Linked DNA regions of Sus scrofa: region 1 is linked to region 2. Evidence: chromatin contacts called from public HiChIP or PLAC-seq data. All regions are on one chromosome and are shown on one strand. Each heading gives the region's core, a stretch centred on a gene start, on an enhancer-like site or on the middle of the called end of the contact. The rest is flanking DNA. Distances are from core to core; before and after follow the strand shown.

The links. HiChIP or PLAC-seq counts read pairs in DNA pulled down with a chosen protein or histone mark.
Region 1: a contact with region 2 is called in an H3K27ac HiChIP or PLAC-seq map of alveolar macrophages. The contact joins two enhancer-like sites. A contact is called at or near these places in 1 of 47 Hi-C or Micro-C datasets (embryonic fibroblasts) and 1 of 2 datasets of contacts at active chromatin or transcription factors (alveolar macrophages).

Annotation. Positions count from the first base shown.
Region 1 is chr2:13,175,005-13,178,508 of Sscrofa11.1, forward strand. The region is part of intron 4 of CTNND1 (catenin delta-1); the gene reads right to left. Among named protein-coding and RNA genes, the nearest start is that of CTNND1, 32 kb to the right of the region's middle. Within about 2 kb of position 1,992, at least 44 of the 83 cell types and tissues checked have an H3K27ac peak or open chromatin away from gene starts, as enhancers often do. A contact at or near this core is called in alveolar macrophages, where this site is marked.
Region 2 is chr2:12,598,264-12,602,151 of Sscrofa11.1, forward strand. No RefSeq gene overlaps it. Among named protein-coding and RNA genes, the nearest start is that of LPXN, 65 kb to the left of the region's middle. Within about 2 kb of position 1,873, at least 3 of the 83 cell types and tissues checked have an H3K27ac peak or open chromatin away from gene starts, as enhancers often do. A contact at or near this core is called in alveolar macrophages, where this site is marked.

The sequences.
Region 1 (3,504 bases), core at 742-3,241, 580 kb after region 2:
GAAGCAAGAAGCATTCGGAATGGTTAATCACAAAAAGGAAACCAAATACTAACTGCTTAGCATTTGAATACCTGACACCCATTAACTTCCCCAGATAGAGACTGAAATAAACCTTCAGAAAGCAGAGTTAAGGAAAATAACTGACTCGACAGTTATCACAGAAATCAGAAAACAGTGTCTGAGAACAGCTCTCATAAGGCCTTAGCTAAAAGGAGAAATAAGGCATTTTCACACAGTCAACGGCTGGTGGGATAAAACCCTTAACACACTTCATATTTAAGCCTCTCCTTACCCTATTTTGGAAATTATTTTTAAAAAAGGAGATTGTTGACAGAGTTTCTGCTGTAGTGCAGTGGGTTTAAGACTACAACTGCAGCAGTTCAGGTTGCTGGGGAGGCACAGGTTCAGGCCCTGGCCTGGCGCAGTGTGTTAAAGGATCTGGTGTTGCTGCAGCTGCAGCTGGACTCAGTTGTGGCTCAGATTCAATGCCTGGCCCAGGAACCTCTACTGTATGGAACGGGTACAGCCATTTTTTAAAAAAAAAAGGGAGGACGTGATGGAGTAAAAGCAGTTACAGGACTTCTTGTAACCTCATGTGAGTATCTGAATTTGGTACTGATGAGGTATAAGATTGAACATTCATTTGCACAGGTCATCCCAAGGTCATCTCTGCTACTCAACAAATGAGTTTGAGACATGACTTCTAGTCTCCAGTTTCTAAAGACTATACTTCCAATTCTGTCAAAATAAACACTACTGGCCACCATCACATTTGAGATACCCAGTCACTAAGAAAAGGAACACAGACAAAGCAACTGAACGGAAAAGAAAAAAGTCTAACAGGAGATAATGCTTCCCATTTCAGTACTACCAACAACCACTAGAGGGTGAGTCTGTCACACTATTATTTATTCATAACCACCAGGAAGGAAGAGACCCATTATCTGTGAGCTCATCTCACTGTGACTCCCACAGGAGAGAGGAGAATCCATTGTGTGGAACTCTCCAAATAAGCCCGTTGTTTGTTCCACAAAACCACTCCCATTGTCACAAAACCCTCAAGATTAGCCTGAGCAGAGTAGGGCCCGCCTCAAAGCTTGTCAACATCAACCACTCAGAAGTGATTCAGATGGACAGAGTATTTAGCAAAAAAAAAGAAAAAAAAAAAAAAAAAAACACTAATTTTCAATATCATTGAAACAATAAACAGTCTATATAAGTTTTAAAAGTAAGCTACTAAACAATAAACTACGTAAGATTCCATTTTTTAGTAGGGAAAAAATTAAGTTAGAGTATACTTACATAAGAACTCAAAGGAAATGTGCCAAAATGTTAACAGTAGTTCTTTATCGATGGATGGTGTGCTTTTCTGGGTTTTTCTAGTTTTGTAATAAGCATGTTTTTACTTTTATTATTTTTTGAATACGAAATTACAAAACAATTACCATAACCAAGACTCAAGATATTTTTACAAGTGGGTCATGACATTCTTTTGTCTTACAAATAACAAAGCTATGCCCAGAAGGATTAAATGACTTGCTTGAGGCAACATAGCTAGTGGCAAAGGCACAACCAGAACCAAGGTCTCCTGGTTCAATGCTTTTTCTACTAATCATTCTGCCTTACTGTTTTCATTTGACCTTGTATTACTCTTCCAGGTCCAGAACAGGAAGCAGCAAATGTTCTTGCTAGTCTAGCAGGTTTCCAAGTCCAGTTCCACCCTGGAACAAACCCAAGAACCAAGCCCAAACGCTCTCTCTTTATGTCAACTGCCACAGCCAGGGACAATACAGAATGACCTGGCCACCTGCACCCACCTAGATCCAATCACTCTACTAATCAGGAAGTCAGAAAAAGCAGACTTGTCAACAAGCAGAAGGAGCCAACACCCTGGGCAGACTCCTTTGGTGATAGCTGTTATCTACCACTGCTCCAGTTGCACCAACTAAGGTCTGGTGCGCCCCCATCCCAGGAATAAAAGGTGAGTCACATGGGAGTTGGATTTGCTGAAAGGTAAGTGACTCAGGCTTAGATAATGGGGCCTCTACTCATGGGCCCAGCCCAGTTCGCTGTTAATCAAAGCTACCTAATATGAGGAAAATACACACTAAGGCATTTGCTTTAGAAAGTCATGACCTCAGCAACAGCTGCTGGGATATCCTTACCATTAAGACATCCAGAAATCTTCTCCCTTAATTCTATATTATTTCTCTTTGCCTGGAAAACACCATCTCTGATTTATTCTAAAGCAAGGTTGGCAGCCCCTGGGCCAAACTTGTTTTTTATACAGCCCCAGAACTAAGAATGGCTTTTATATTTTCAAAATGTTGTAAACAGCAGACCAATATACAACAAAAAATGATAGATACACTGTCTACAAAGCCTAAACTAGTTCTATTTGGTCCTTTACAGAAAAACTTTGCCAACTTCTATTTTGCAGCATTTTCTCAAGGCAAACCATCTACCAGTCCAAACATCAATTACTACCATCAAAGAATCCCCTGGGATAAGCAGTCAAGTCAGAATAGGCAGCTGCTTAGTGACCTTTCAGAGTGTCAATAATGCACAATCCTCTAAGAAGCCACCCCCATTTCATTTTACAATCAAATGTAAGAACTTAAGCAGAGTTCCCTTGCAGCACAGCAGGTTAAAGATCTGGCTTTGTCACTGCAGAGGCTTGGGTCGCTGCTGTGGCATAGGTCTGACCCGTGGCCCAGGAACTTCCACATGCCACAGGTGCAGCCAAAGGAAAAAAAAAAAAAAAAAAGAACAAACACAAAACGTCAAGAGTTTTTGTGGCGTTCCCATCATGGCTTAGCAGAAACGAATCTGACTAGCATCCACGAGGACACAAGTTCGATCCCTGGCCTTACCCAGGGGGTTAAGAATTCGGTGATGCCGTGAGCTGTTGTATAGGTTGCAGACACAGCTCGGATCTGGCATTCCTGTGGCTGTGGTATAGGCCAGCAGCTGCAGCTTCAATTCAGCGTCTAGCCTGGGAACCTCCATATGCCTCGGGTGTGGCCCTAAAAAGACAAAAAAAAAAAAAAAAGAAAAAAGAAAGAAAGAAAAGAAAAGCAGAAAGAAAAAACAAAGAGTTTTTGTGAGACCAAGGTTTGTTTTTTAACTTGAGATTAAAATCACGAGGAGTTCCTGTTGCGGTGCAGTGGTTAAACGAATTCAACTAGGAACCATGAGGTTGCGGGTTCGGTCCCTGGCCTTGCTCAGTGAGTTAAGGATTCGGCGTTGCCGTGAGCTATGGTATAGGTTGCAGACGTGGCTTGGATCCCGAGTTGCTGTGGCTGTGGTGTAGGCTGGCGGCTACAGCTCCGATTCGACCCCTAGCCTGAGAACCTCCATATGCCGCAGGAGCAACCCTAGAAAAGGGAAAAAGACAAAAATAGAATAAAATGAAATAAAATAAATAAATAAATAAAATCACGAGATGTATTCTTGTATATACACTTAACTGTCTGTTCTGGTCCTGAAAGCCATTTAAAACCC
Region 2 (3,888 bases), core at 623-3,122:
CCACAGTCCCACACTAGTAAGCATTAAAATGGTTATTCTAACTTAGCTCTTGAGTTTCTAGGTCAACCATTTATTTAGCACATATTTAAGAGTCTACTCTGTGCCTGGCCCTAGTCTAAGAAACTCCTTTGGAAATCTCGCAAAGGGATGTGATGGCTGACGGGGGACTCTTCAAACCCTGTTAGAAATAATTTTGATAATACTTTTATTTTCAGATTATCTGTCTTGGTGGTTTCAACTTCTATAATCCCTTCATCCTTGACGTTTTCATGTTTTTCAGTTTTCAACACACTTTCTTATTTGTTATTGATGAAATAAAGCAGTCTGTCACAGACTATCTTTGAATCTTTTGAAAAATGTCTTTGCTTTTTCCGGACTCCTTCTCATATTTTCTTTTAGGCCTATGCAGAAAAGCTTGGCCTTTGCAGGACTTGGGTGGGGGAAACACAGCAGTAGCAGCAGCAGTAGGATTTAGAGTCAGGCCTTGAGGGACTGTGCTGGGCAGAGGAAGCCTTTTCTCTTTCTGCCCTGACTCCAGATTCTCTTTGCTGTGCTGGATCCAGACACATTTATTATAGCAATGCCTAATAGGAACATAGAAATATTTCAAATGTTAATGGCTAAAGTATGAAGATGGCAGTCTGGGGTAATTTAATACAGAGAGTGCATGATAACTGTCAGAAATATATTTTGGGAGTTCCTGTCGTGGAGTAGCAGAAATGAATCTGACTAGGAACCAAGAGGTTGCAGGTTCAATCCCTGGCCTCGCTCAGTGGGTTAAGGATCCAGCATAGCCATGAACTGTGGTGTAGGTTGCAGACGTGGCTCGGATCCTGCGTTGCTGTGGCTGTGGTGTAGGCCAGCAGCTGCAGCACTGATTGGACCCCTAGCCTGGGAACCTCCATGTGCTGTGGGTGCAGCCCTAAAAAGCAAAAAAAAAAAAAAAAAAAAAAAAAAAGGAAATCTATTTTGGAGAATTCTTGTTTTGGCTTGTCAGTAATGAACCTCAGTAATATCCGTGAGGATGCAGGTTGGATTCCTGGTCTTGCTCAGTGGGTTAAGGATCCGGCAATGCTATGTATGAGCTGTGGTGTAGTCTGCAGCTGCAGCTCCAATTCAACCCCTAGCCTAGAAACTTACATATGCCACATGTGCAGCCCTAAAAAGGCAAAAACAACAACAACAAAACAAAAAACAAAAAAAGCCTCTATCTCTCTCTCTTTTTTTTTTTCACCATACTGTGACATGTGCAAATTTCCAGGCCAGGGATCAAAGCTGTGTCACTGCACAACCCAAGCTGTGACACTGTGTCATAAGGGAACTCCAGTTTTTAGAAATCAGACCTACAGCCTAGATACGTATAATCGGGTGGTCAGTATTAACCAAGAACATTGATGAAATAAGCATTTGAGGAGGTGTTTTGGAATGGAATTCAGAATCCACACTAAGATGCTTTTCATTCTTGGAGTTTTTGCATGTTGTGTGTCCTGCCTCATGTTGGAGAAGAGGTTGGTTTATGAGATGGGAAGGTGAAGAATCTCTTTAGTTGAAGGACCACAGTACTTGGCCAGCAGTTTTCCCTTCCTGAACTCCTCCACCAATGAGCAGCAATATTTGGCTGGAGGTCAAGATCTCAAATGAGCCACTTTATCTCACCAAGTCTCAATTTCTTCATGTATATATCTCTACACGAATCTAAGTCTGTAATATTAAGGCTTGCTATAAAACATATTCTGTAGGATATGTAACTCATGGAGTTGTGATTTAAAGGAACTGGGAACACAAATAGAGTTTTATAAACTCTAGAACAGTTTCCAACCAGGGACAATGCCGTGGACATGTGGGACTCTGGATGTCACAACTGCGGAAGGGGGTGAGGTCTAGAGGCCGAGGGTATTGCTAAACATTCTACAAAGCACTGGACAGCTCCCCCACCCCCCCGCTGCCCCTGCTGCAACCAAAAGAAGTATCCAGCCCGTGATGTTAGTAGTATCAAGGTTAAAAGATCTTGTTCTGAGACTTTGTACCGATAGTGTGAATAAGTAGTTGTGTGACCTTGAGGGGCCCCAGTTTCTTAATATATAATATCAGGAAACTGCCTGGCATAGATGATAAGGAATTGCATTTGTTGAATTAGAGACTACACAACACATGCCAAAAGTCAAAAGGAAGACAAAAAATAAGAAGGTCTGGATGAATGGAATGGAAAGTGTTGCCGATTGGAAAGTTAATTGGTCCTTTACTGGATTACTAGATGGAAGTCTGCCAATAAGCAATGGAGGATAAAAATATGAAATTCTAGGAATGTATCTTAAGGAAGAAGAAACAGGCATGAGAAGATATCTACAAAGGTATTCCCTGGAGCCTTGTTCATGAATGTGGGAAAAGTGGAAACCAGGGGAAAACCTGACAGGCTGGGCTGTCTCCTTGCCAATATGATCCCTGTAGCTGTGTAGCTACTTTCCAAGATAAGCTAAGGTCAAGTGGAGCTGAAGCTTTTTCTCCCCAAGTCCCTTCTTTCTCGCTTTCCCACCTTCCTCCACATCTTTTCTCTCTTTTTTTTTTTTTTGGTGCAGCCTGTTTCCACCCATTCTCACTGTTACTTGTGGATATGTTTCACAACATATTAGAAAAGGTGGACCCAGCCAGACAAGAGAACAAGAAGCTCTTTGTTGTGGGGTTGGGTAGCATGAAAGATGTTTCAACACTTTGCTATTGACGTTCTGTTTAATCTACCGAATATTTATTTATGTGATTAAAGGGCCATGATCAGCTGGTTGGGCCAGGGGTTTATGCCAGCTGAGGAGGTAGGTGTTTGCCCAGCTAACTGAGTGAATCAATCAACTCTCAAATGTTGCAAAGAGCAGAGACAGGAGAACTTGATTGTAACTAGGATCAATAACAAACACTTTTTCTTTCTTTCTTTTTTCTTTCTTTCTTTCTTTCTTTCTTTCTTTCTTTCTTTCTTTCTTTCTTTCTTTCTTTCTTTCTTTCTTCTCTCTCTCTCTCTCTCTCTCTCTCTCTCTCTCTCTCTCTCTCCCTCTCCCTCTCCCTCTCCCTCTCCCTCTCCCTTTCTCTCTGGCCAGGCCAGCGGCATTTGGAAGATCTCAGACCGGGAATGGAACCCATGCCATAGCAGCAACATTGACAGATCCTTAACCCACTGAGCCACCAGGGAACTCTCTCTCTCTCTCTCTCTCTTTTTTTTATGGCCATATCAGAAACATATGAAGTTCCTGGGCCAAGGATTGAAACCGAGCCACAGCTGTGACCTATGTGTCACCTGTGGGAACGCTGGATCCTTTAACCCACTGCTCCAGACTGGGCACTGAACCCAAACCTCTGCAGTGATCCAAGCTGCTGCAGTTGCATTCTTTTTTTTTTTTTTTTTGGTCTTTTCTGGGGCTGCACCTGTGGCATAGGGGCTAATCAAAGCTAGGGGTCTAATCAAAGCTGTAGCCACCAGCCTACACCACAACCCCAGCAGCGCCATATCCGAGGCTTGTCTGTGACCCACACCACAGCTCACGGCAACGCCAGATCCTTAACCCACTGAGCGAGGCCAGGGATCAAACCCACAACCTCATGGTTCCTAGTTGGATTCGTTAACCACTGAACCACGTCGGGAACTCCCTGCATCTGGATTCTTAACCCATTGTGCCACAGCAGGAACTCTGGAACTCCTTTTTTTTTAAATTCAAAGACTTCTGTTAAGAAGTGGAGATGTATATATCTCAGTATAAATATATAAATATATTGAATTACTTTTGAGGGATAAACTCATTAAGACATTAAAAGTTGTAGTTAAGAGCTCTGGATTGAATATCAAACAGACCAAGATTTTAATTTTACTTTCAACACTTACCAGTTATATAACTTTAAGCAAGG